Linked DNA regions of Zea mays: regions 1 and 3 are each linked to region 2. A link is a contact called in public Hi-C data. All regions are on one chromosome and are shown on one strand. Each heading gives the region's core, a stretch centred on a gene start, on an enhancer-like site or on the middle of the called end of the contact. The rest is flanking DNA. Distances are from core to core; before and after follow the strand shown.

The links. Hi-C and Micro-C count contacts between places; a contact is called where the count stands out from the background.
Region 1: a Hi-C map of endosperm shows a contact between it and region 2, with 4 times the contacts expected there. The contact joins the enhancer-like site here to the promoter of LOC100193491 in region 2. A contact is called at or near these places in 4 of 25 Hi-C or Micro-C datasets (endosperm, leaf, root tip and 1 more).
Region 3: a contact with region 2 is called in a Hi-C map of bundle sheath, with 3 times the contacts expected there. The contact joins the promoter of LOC100191874 here to the promoter of LOC100193491 in region 2. A contact is called at or near these places in 7 of 25 Hi-C or Micro-C datasets (bundle sheath, leaf, root tip and 1 more).

The regions. Positions count from the first base shown.
Region 1 is chr3:109,647,338-109,650,204 of Zm-B73-REFERENCE-NAM-5.0, reverse strand. No RefSeq gene overlaps it. Among protein-coding and RNA genes, the nearest start is that of LOC111591222, 15 kb to the left of the region's middle. Within about 2 kb of position 1,269, at least 17 of the 20 cell types and tissues checked have an H3K27ac peak or open chromatin away from gene starts, as enhancers often do. A contact at or near this core is called in endosperm and leaf, where this site is marked.
Region 2 is chr3:108,964,602-108,967,634 of Zm-B73-REFERENCE-NAM-5.0, reverse strand. It overlaps LOC100193491, which reads right to left and starts at 1,461. Exons shown (of 9, transcript NM_001138605.2): 1 at 1,104-1,461; 2 at 46-261. The coding sequence starts at 1,190.
Region 3 is chr3:109,667,107-109,670,370 of Zm-B73-REFERENCE-NAM-5.0, reverse strand. It overlaps LOC100191874, which reads left to right and starts at 1,743. Exons shown (of 7, transcript NM_001137298.1): 1 at 1,743-1,938; 2 at 2,048-2,215. The coding sequence starts at 1,768.

The DNA.
Region 1 (2,867 bases), core at 20-2,519, 680 kb before region 2:
AATGCAGGAATCCCCCGTCTGACCGCCATCGCAGCAAAGTCAACCCGAGAACCTCCCTACACGCCTACTCCCCTACTGCCCTTGCCCCTTTCGGGTAAGATAGTCCTCCACTAGCTTTCCTAATTAGTCAGCCAAGGGCGTCCCATTCCACCCTTGTGGTGGCACGTGTTTCTCAAGTTAAGCTCGATGTTCCAATCAACATAATAACCTTGTCATGAACAATAATTAAAACCACAGTATAATTGGAACATGATCATAATGTAATATTGATCCCAAAACCATATATAGCAATAGCAAAGACTACCCAAAAGTTCAAGGGTGAACAAGGTGTAAAGATGACCAAACTAGGGTGACCTATTGGGTCCCATCAAAATTAAGCCTATGCATGCCAAAATGATTATAGAGAACATTATTGGGTAAATAAAAGTAATCAAGTGAGCAACTTGCCTTAGACTTGAGATTCCCAGGTACCAAGATGATCTTCAGATTCTCGTGACATCACCGCTATTCGTAGCAATTCAAACAAACATGATATAGGCAAAATTAACATCACACCAAACATAAGAACAAACTGTATAATAATACTCTAATTGTTGCTACGAGATCGTGGGTTTGAGAACTACTAAAATCAGAGTTATGGTTAAAGAGGTATAATTTTCGGAAGACCCACGTGATTAAGTAATTAAAACTAAGTCTTGTGTTGATTTTATAAAGATAATCTGAAAAAATAATTAATTCAACTTTAATCTTAATTATAACTTGTCTAGTGATCATATTTTAACCAAATTATAATTATGGACATTTTAGCTTTGATTAGAAGAGTTAATCTAGTAGACATAGGTTAATAAATATCTAACTATAAAAGTAGGCGATATGGTATAATTAATGTTGTCACTGTGTAGTAAATATTTATACGAAGCTAACACAACTTGAGTGGAGTAATTCAGAGTAAAAGTGAGTAAGTTATGCAATAAACAAGTTTTTAGGTTTATTTTATATTAAAACCGATTACCAGATTTATTTTATATACCTAACCGAATTGTTGAGCTGCGGCTAGGATTTCTTGGAAAAGTTCAGGGTCTAATTCACAATAATTCGGGACCTAAGTAAAATACTTTACTACTACGCGTGGACTGTGGGCTGTTTTATTGTTTTGCTCGGGGCTCTTTAGCAAATTTGTGAGCCGAAGGGGTATGAACACACCCTGGCCATGGGATCCTCAACCTACGGTGTGGATTAGATCTATCCCTAACCGAACCGGTACTAAACTGAGGCCGCCAGATCTAGGATCCACGGTCCAAAATTCACGATGACCAGATCCGATCCCGGTCGCTTACCCGTGATCCAACGATTCTAATACAACCGGTGAAGGGGTGTTCTTCATTTTGATCTAGGTCACCAACACAAAGATCGATGGCTAGGATTAACCCGGGCGAAACGTTATTTTTGACCTAATCCAGTGCGTCTATTTGGAGATCTAACGACTAGTCTTCTTTCTCCTACCTCAGTCTTCTACCTCCGGCAGCGCCCGCGTGACGGCGAGTGAGCAGGATGCGGTGGCGTGACTGCAGGCGCTCCGACAACTGAGTACCAGTGCATGCTACCTTTCTATAGCAAGTTCTACGCAAAGCGGATAGCGAATCAAAACAAAGGTTCCCTATACTTACCGGAGATCACGTCGTGGAGACCACATCATGGCGAGAGGCAGTTTGGCGGTGGTCTGAGAACTCCGACGAATAGTTCATCGAGAATGAGGCGGTATTTCCCTCGGTGACACGAGCGACAGCTTCCTCACGCACAAGCGAACACCATCGATAAGGGTCCATGGCGGCTGCAGCCCACTGTTCCTCTCCCAAACTCTCGTAGCATGCTTGGCTACCCCGGCGTGTGCGCAGGCGTATATGCGGGATGACCCCGAGGCTAATGCGCAGGGCGTATACATAGCCGACCCCAAGCTAGATGCCCACAGTGTGGCGGTTACAACGGCCCACGCGAATTGCGCGCCGCTCGGTCCGTGCTGTTCCTATCTGGGAGATGCCCCTGTAACGTGGGTCCCACCTATCATCGGACCCATGCGACAGCGACCAAGGTGAGCGACGCGCCTAGCGGGCAGGCACTGGCGAAGGGCCCCACACAGCAGTGGCAAATCCGGGCATGCGCGTGGGTGAGAGACGGTTGACAAAACGGCCCCACATGTTAGCCAACCAGGAGCAGGCAACGCACGCGGGGTGAGGCCGGTCAGCGGGCCCCGCCAATCGGTGAAACGGGGTGGAGTGGCTGTGCCACCCGGGTCCACATGTCGGCGACAGGGGTCCACTGTTGGGCCGCGCAAAGGAGGGAAAATGGGCCAAAAAGGAGGTTTCCAGCCCAGCAGGGTTTTATTCTCCTTTTTTCTTTTCCTTTTTGAATTTCTATTCCAAATCTAATCACAAATTGCAAATTTGTTCCTAATTCAATTTGATTTGGGGTTTGAATTTCCAGGTTGAATGCACACAAACAAAAACCCCTAGCATGAAGGCAACCATTATATTTTACTTATCTATTTTATCTCTTTAAGCATATAGATAATCTATATATAGGTATATAGATATATTTATTATTATTATTTTTAATTAGAAATCCAATCTCAGTATTCAAACATATATATATATATATATATATATATATATATATATATATATATATATATATATATATATATATATATATATATATACACGAACAATTCAATATGTAGGACCGGTAAGGCGACCAGAGGGGGGTGTGAATGGGAGCCAATCGGATTTTTGTCTCCAAACACTAAAAATTAACACTTTACTTCAATTAAGATGAAGTAACTGCACAAACCATAAACACATCAGCGAAAG
Region 2 (3,033 bases), core at 212-2,711:
CTAGCTACAACAGTAATGTACCGTCTCGGATAAAGTTAAGCATACCACAGCACCAGTGTTCATGTGGCTGATGTCGGCTGTGACACCAGGTGCGTTGACGACATCGTATAGATGGAGCACCGAAACAAGAGGGTTCATCTTCATCAATAGCGCAAGTGGCTGCCCAATCCCACCTGCTGCACCCAAGATCGCGACTTTGAAGCCTGGCGCCGCACCTTTTGCACGGCAATTGGATCCCCTCAAGAGGGGAACATCTTCCATCTTCAAAACAAAGCAACATAAGAAAATTTAGCAGATATGAAAAGTAGAGCCCAGAGTGCATTTTTAGTCTGAATAAGGTGGGAACCCATCACCCATCAGTGTGACTAGTTTGGAGAAGATTCTAAAATCCCTAGACAGGTCGTTGGCAACCAATTTAAAAGGTTCCAAAAAGGATGAGGAGGAAGCTTTTGTGTTTGTCACTAGATCCACGTGACGTTCTGTTAAAACCATGTCACATGTGGTTTACAAAGGTAGGTGTCGTCATTCAAGTATCAGAAAGTAAGGAACGAAACCTAGAACTCTAAGAGACTCGATCGGATTCCGGTACTTGACAGAATTGCGCACATTTAGGCGCACAAACTACTTTCCAGGTGCAGTTCAGTAAAATGCGAGAGCGATACTACCACCACGCACAATGCAGTAAATATATGTAGCTGTCCGGTCAACATTTGGCAGTGGATACATTCAGGAACAGGAATTGAATCAGCAATCCCCATACAAAACAATTCGGCCGTTGGTACTGGTAGGCATGCACAACCCGATCCACGATCCAAGACAGTGGTGGCACTGGAAGTTAATATGGTTATACGGCTCCCATCCCATCAGGACCAAAGGAGCCTCCTTTGATGCCAAGGTCCTGCTTTGGGCGAGCCCGCGCTGCGGCGAAGGATCCCCTTGACCTTTGGGGCTCGAATTCACTGGCGTTCGAGTCGAGAGACGGGAGGGCGGGCGGGCGGCGGCGAAGCGAATCCAAGCGAACCGCCGCCGTCCCCTGTTACGGAGGTCGTCGAACTAAACGAGCCGGAAAGGTGGAAGAGGGAGGGGGGAGCGCGGTGTCTGACCTGAGGGTGAGAGACGGAGGGATGGCGCAGGTGGGAGGCGAGCGTGGCCATCCGCCTGGCCGCCGGCCCTTGCTGCTGCTGACCCATGGTTGCGCCCTGGCGTTGCAGAAACAAGAGTTGGAAGGAGAGAGCAGGGAAAGGGGGGTAGGTCGTCGTAGGTATCGTTGCTTGTTATTCCCGCTAGCTTCGCGAGATGGGGACGGAGACGGAGGATGCGTGGACGTTTCCAAGGGAAGGGATAGACGGACCGTTGTGATGGGGTATGGCATTACCCGTATGGGCGTATGGGCAGGACGGCGGCCGGGCACGGAGTGCGAAGGGAAGAGGTGCCATGGGATCACGGCGATGACGATACAAGATGCTACTAGTCTTGGCCCTTCTCGTGAATAGAACAATCCTCTCGTAAAAGGGTGAATGGCGTACGGTACCACTCGAGTGTAGTTGGGCTTCCACAGAGGAACAATCCGATGGATCAAACAATTCCAAGGATCCATCCATATAAATGGGCTCCAATTGGCCCAGCAGGGATGAACCAAGCCGTACTTGCCTAGTGGCACGGCACACCGTCTTGCCTATTGACACTAGTAGTGGCTCATGCTCATTGGATGATGAAATTCAGAGCAGCAGTGAAAGGCGCTCTGCACGCCGGACGTTTGCTGTTCAGGCATATAACAAACCTCTTACTATATTTGATGCTGATGGGGTGGTGCCTTTTCCCTGGTCAAAGATCGATTAACATGTTGAGCTGGAGAGCTAGCTTACTGATTGGCTGGCCTGTGCCTACCCTATAATCCGCGGCGCCTGTCTCATTTCTGTTTCATTGTGCGTTGTTCTGAACATCAGCTAACATATATAAGGAAACACTACTGTAGTGCTATAACAGTAAGCTCCATATAATCATAATGCGTGCGCTGGGCCCTACATCCACAATACTATATTCATACGTGTGCGTATAACAAGCCATATAACTCTCGTTGTGTTTCTTTCTTGTGTCGTGAGTTCATTGCGATTGGTTTGGTCGTCACCGACAGCAACTCGTCAGCTCTCCTATTAGGCGACGCAAAAGGAGCTGCCGGGCATGGCTTACTCTTGTTATACTACTTGAATCACGTTCTTCGCCGCTTATTTTACACTCGGCAAGACGTTGCCAAGTGTTCATTTTACACTTGGCAAGACGTTGTCAAATGTTACACTCAGCAAATAATGCTCGGCAAATAGTTCTTTGTCGAGTATTTTTTTCGGTAGCAAAACATTTTTTAAATTATATGAATAAATTTACATTTTTCATTATTATTTTGAATCAAATTTACATGTTTTGTAATGGTAAGATTCAAACTCGCAACCTCTCTCGCGCGCATACTCTCCTTTACCACTACAAGACTAAATCAATTATGTCTATATTATGTTTTCATTCCTCGTGTACTATAACAAACCGAGAGTAATTTAATTATTTAAGGTACTAAATGAATTAATTTGAAAATGTGACAACTATAAAGTTGCATAACTTTTCAAGATCTACAAGTTTTATTTTGATAGTTTCTACATCCGATGTTGTTTACAAAATTTAAATTTTAAATTTTAAAACTTCACACGAATTTTTCAATGATAAGATGATTTCAAATCAAAAAAGTGTCAATTACAAAGTTTAATTACATTTCAAGACCTACAAATTTTATTTTGGTAGTTTTTCCATCCGAGGTAATTTCAAAAATTCAAATTTTAAAATCCAAACATAGTTTTGCATGACAAGATGATTTCAAACCAAAACATTGTCAACTATAAAGTTTTATAATTCTTCAATACCTACAACTTTCATGTTGATGGTTTTTTTCGATGTCATTTTCAAAATTCAAAATTTAAAATTTTTAAATTCAGACGTAGTTTTAGTTGGCAAGATGACTTCAAATGAAAAGGTTGCCAACTACAAAAT
Region 3 (3,264 bases), core at 494-2,993, 700 kb before region 2:
TTGTACCAGCTCTGCAGAGTGTAAAACTGATAAATCAGCCGTGCTCACGGTTATGAGCATCCTGGACTCCTCACATGATAATTGAACTTGAAGATGGAAATAAATCGAGATCCGATGATCTGCCAATGGTTTGCTTAAGTGGTTTCACTTAAGTGTTTTTGACATACTCTTATACCTTTGTTTAATGGGAATACTTGGGATTCACACTTATTAGTAAGTCAAGTGTTGTTAATAAAATGTTGACCAACTAAAATGCTAACCGCATTTAACTTTAGCCTTACCTTGTTACCTTGCATTTTGATGTCCATGTTTCGCTGTACTTTGATGAATAAAGGTTAAGACATTATGTCTGTTCAAAGTGTAATATGTTAATATAATCGTTATTTACGCTTTTATGCATTGTTCTTTTGATATATTACACTTGTGGCATCAACATATGTGTGGAAATAGATCCTGGCACACATATGCTATGCACCCGGCTCTGCCCCTTAGAAACGGGTGTGACACTACCAGTGGCGGAGGTGGAGTCGGATGGCTTCGTATCTACAAAAAAACATATTACTTTCAATAAAAATTTCGGCAGCACCTCCCCTATATGGTGAGGTTTCTAAAACCTGAAGAGAAACGAACAACACGATGGGTGACATACACATTCACTTATCTAACTAGTGGTATGTAACTAAGTACACAAACTAACTAGCAACTTTGTACTAAAGTAAACAAAACTAAACTAAACATATTAAACAAAAATAAACTAACTATACTAAACTAATCAAAACTAAACTAACTAAGTCCACAAACAAGTACAAAAACTAACTAGCAAGTTTGTATGAAAGTAAACCAAACTAAAATATATACTAAACAAACTAAATAACTACACAAAACTAAACTAAATATACTAAACTTAATAACTAAAGTAAACTAAAATATATACTAAACTAACCTAGAGTAAAATTTGTAACTAAACTAACATTTATACTTAACTAAACCTAGAGTAAAGTTTGTACTAACCTAAACTAAACCTAGGCGTGCGACATTGACCTCAAGGAGACGAAGGTGCGACAACAAGGCAAGGCGACGTTGGCGAGGCGATGGCGTGCTTCCGGACCGATGACGTCGCACGTGACGGTCGCGTGGAGGCTCGTGGCAGCGCGGCGCTCGAGGGCGACGACGCGGGTGCTCGGGGCGGCGGCTCATCACGACGCTCGAGGCTGGCGTCGGAGCGGGGATCGGGGCGAGGCCTGCGGTGGTGAAGCACAAAGATTGGGCGGTAGCAGTGAGTGAGCGAAGGTGAGGGAGAGAATGGGAAGGAGGAGCTCAGTCCGAGCCTAAATCCTAGCCTCGCGCCAAGTTTTATGATGCCGAGCTAGGGGACCACGATGGTGTTGCGTTAGCATTATCCGCCAGCGCGACACGTACCTCGGTGCCACAGACTATGACGCTGAGACGTGATACCTCAACGCCACGGGCTGTGGCGACGAGCAAAAGGTCCAAAAACAATATTAATTCGTCCAGAAATCTAAACGCGATTTTTTAAAAAAAACTAAAATACAAAATATCCGGACATGGACACAACCTACTCGACCGAACAGCGGGCATATGGGCCAAAGCCCACCTGGCAGAGATCATGAGGGGGAAGGCCCGTCTAGCCCAGCCCAGCCAAGCCCATCCCATCCCCACGAGGACAAAGCAGAGCAAGGTCCTCCGGGCCCCCATAGCGTCCCGCAACCCTCCGGGCCCGGCGACACAAGGCAAGGAAAAAAAAGGATGGCTCTCCGGCGCAACGCCGGATCCCTCGCGCTCCGCGCCGCCGCCTACCTCCGCCGCCACCGTCCCCATCCTCCTCCCCCACTGGCCCTCGCCGCCCCCGCTCCCACTCCCATACGCTCCCCGCTGGCCCCGCCTTTCCGGCACTTCGCTGCTCCGCCTGGTACTCAGGTAGGCACCCCTCTTCGCTGCTGCCTCCGTTCACCCCGCCTTCCCTGCCGCGCTGCCTCGTGACCGTGGGCTTTGTGGTGACCCGTTCCGTCCCGTTTCGGTTTTGAAGACCAATAGGAAGCGAGGCAAGGAGGAGGACGATGCCAGCGCGGGCCCGCGCATGAACAACGCCATCGCCGCTCCCTTCGTCAGGCTCGTCATGGATGAAGGCCACAACATTCTCCCCCGGCATGAAGCCTTGCAGCTTGCGATCAGGATGGACATGGACTTGGTTGAGGTACACTGTCTTCCATTCCATATGCTTATCTTGGATTCATTTTTCTTTTCCCTAACCATAGGTTACATATCGTTATGACACTGTTTGAGTAATTTGATCCCTGCAGTTGCAGCCAATTGATGTTGCTTATAGTAGTACCAAATATTAGATACTGTGACATTACAGACATCGTGTTACTTATACGTACCCACTTCACATAATAAGCATGTAGTGCTGATGTATATCACACAAGAAATAAAAAGTTTGCTTGTAAAAGTAGAACACATTACACACATGCCTTTTGGTGTGATAGTCTTGTAAAATTATGTAAATGTGGATGACAAACTAGGCTCGTCACAGGTCCATATTATACAGTAGCGACCCGACAACAACCATGTGCCAGATTACAGAAAACAATTAGCAGCTTAAAGTACAAGTCAAGGAACTAACAAGAATATCTCTATTTTCTATACACAACTTTAGAAGAGTACTAACTTGCTGATAGCTGTGGTGATGCATACCATAAAGAAGATATATATACCATACAGGAGATATGCACATACTTATCTAACAAGCCTTCATGTAGGTTTTCTTTTCTTGTGAGCCTCTCCACATTTGCGGGGGAAGGCTCGCCTCAATTTATCCCTTCTCCAGACCATAATTTTCAGATCGCCTGATCGCATGATCGATCCCACTGGGCGATTAGGCGTCGATCAAGGCGATTAGTCGCCCCTGATCGACCCTAATCGCCCCCCTGGCCGTCCTGTGTATTCCAGGATAGTCATATATATAACACTATATATAGTATATACTATAGAGACTTGCAGTAGTATAAATAGTCCAATATTCAATACTTGAATAGTCCAAAACAGCAGTACATCCAGCTTACTAGATCAGTACAGCAGCAACAAGTTTATTCAATACTTGAATAGTTCATAATAGCACAGCATCAACAAGTTTATATGAAACCGCAAGTCTACAACTTACTAGATCAGTAGACCATGACCAAGAAGGCTTCAGATGAGGAGCTCATCTCCAGTCCCTATGTTCTCTTTTCTCCCAGGCGATGT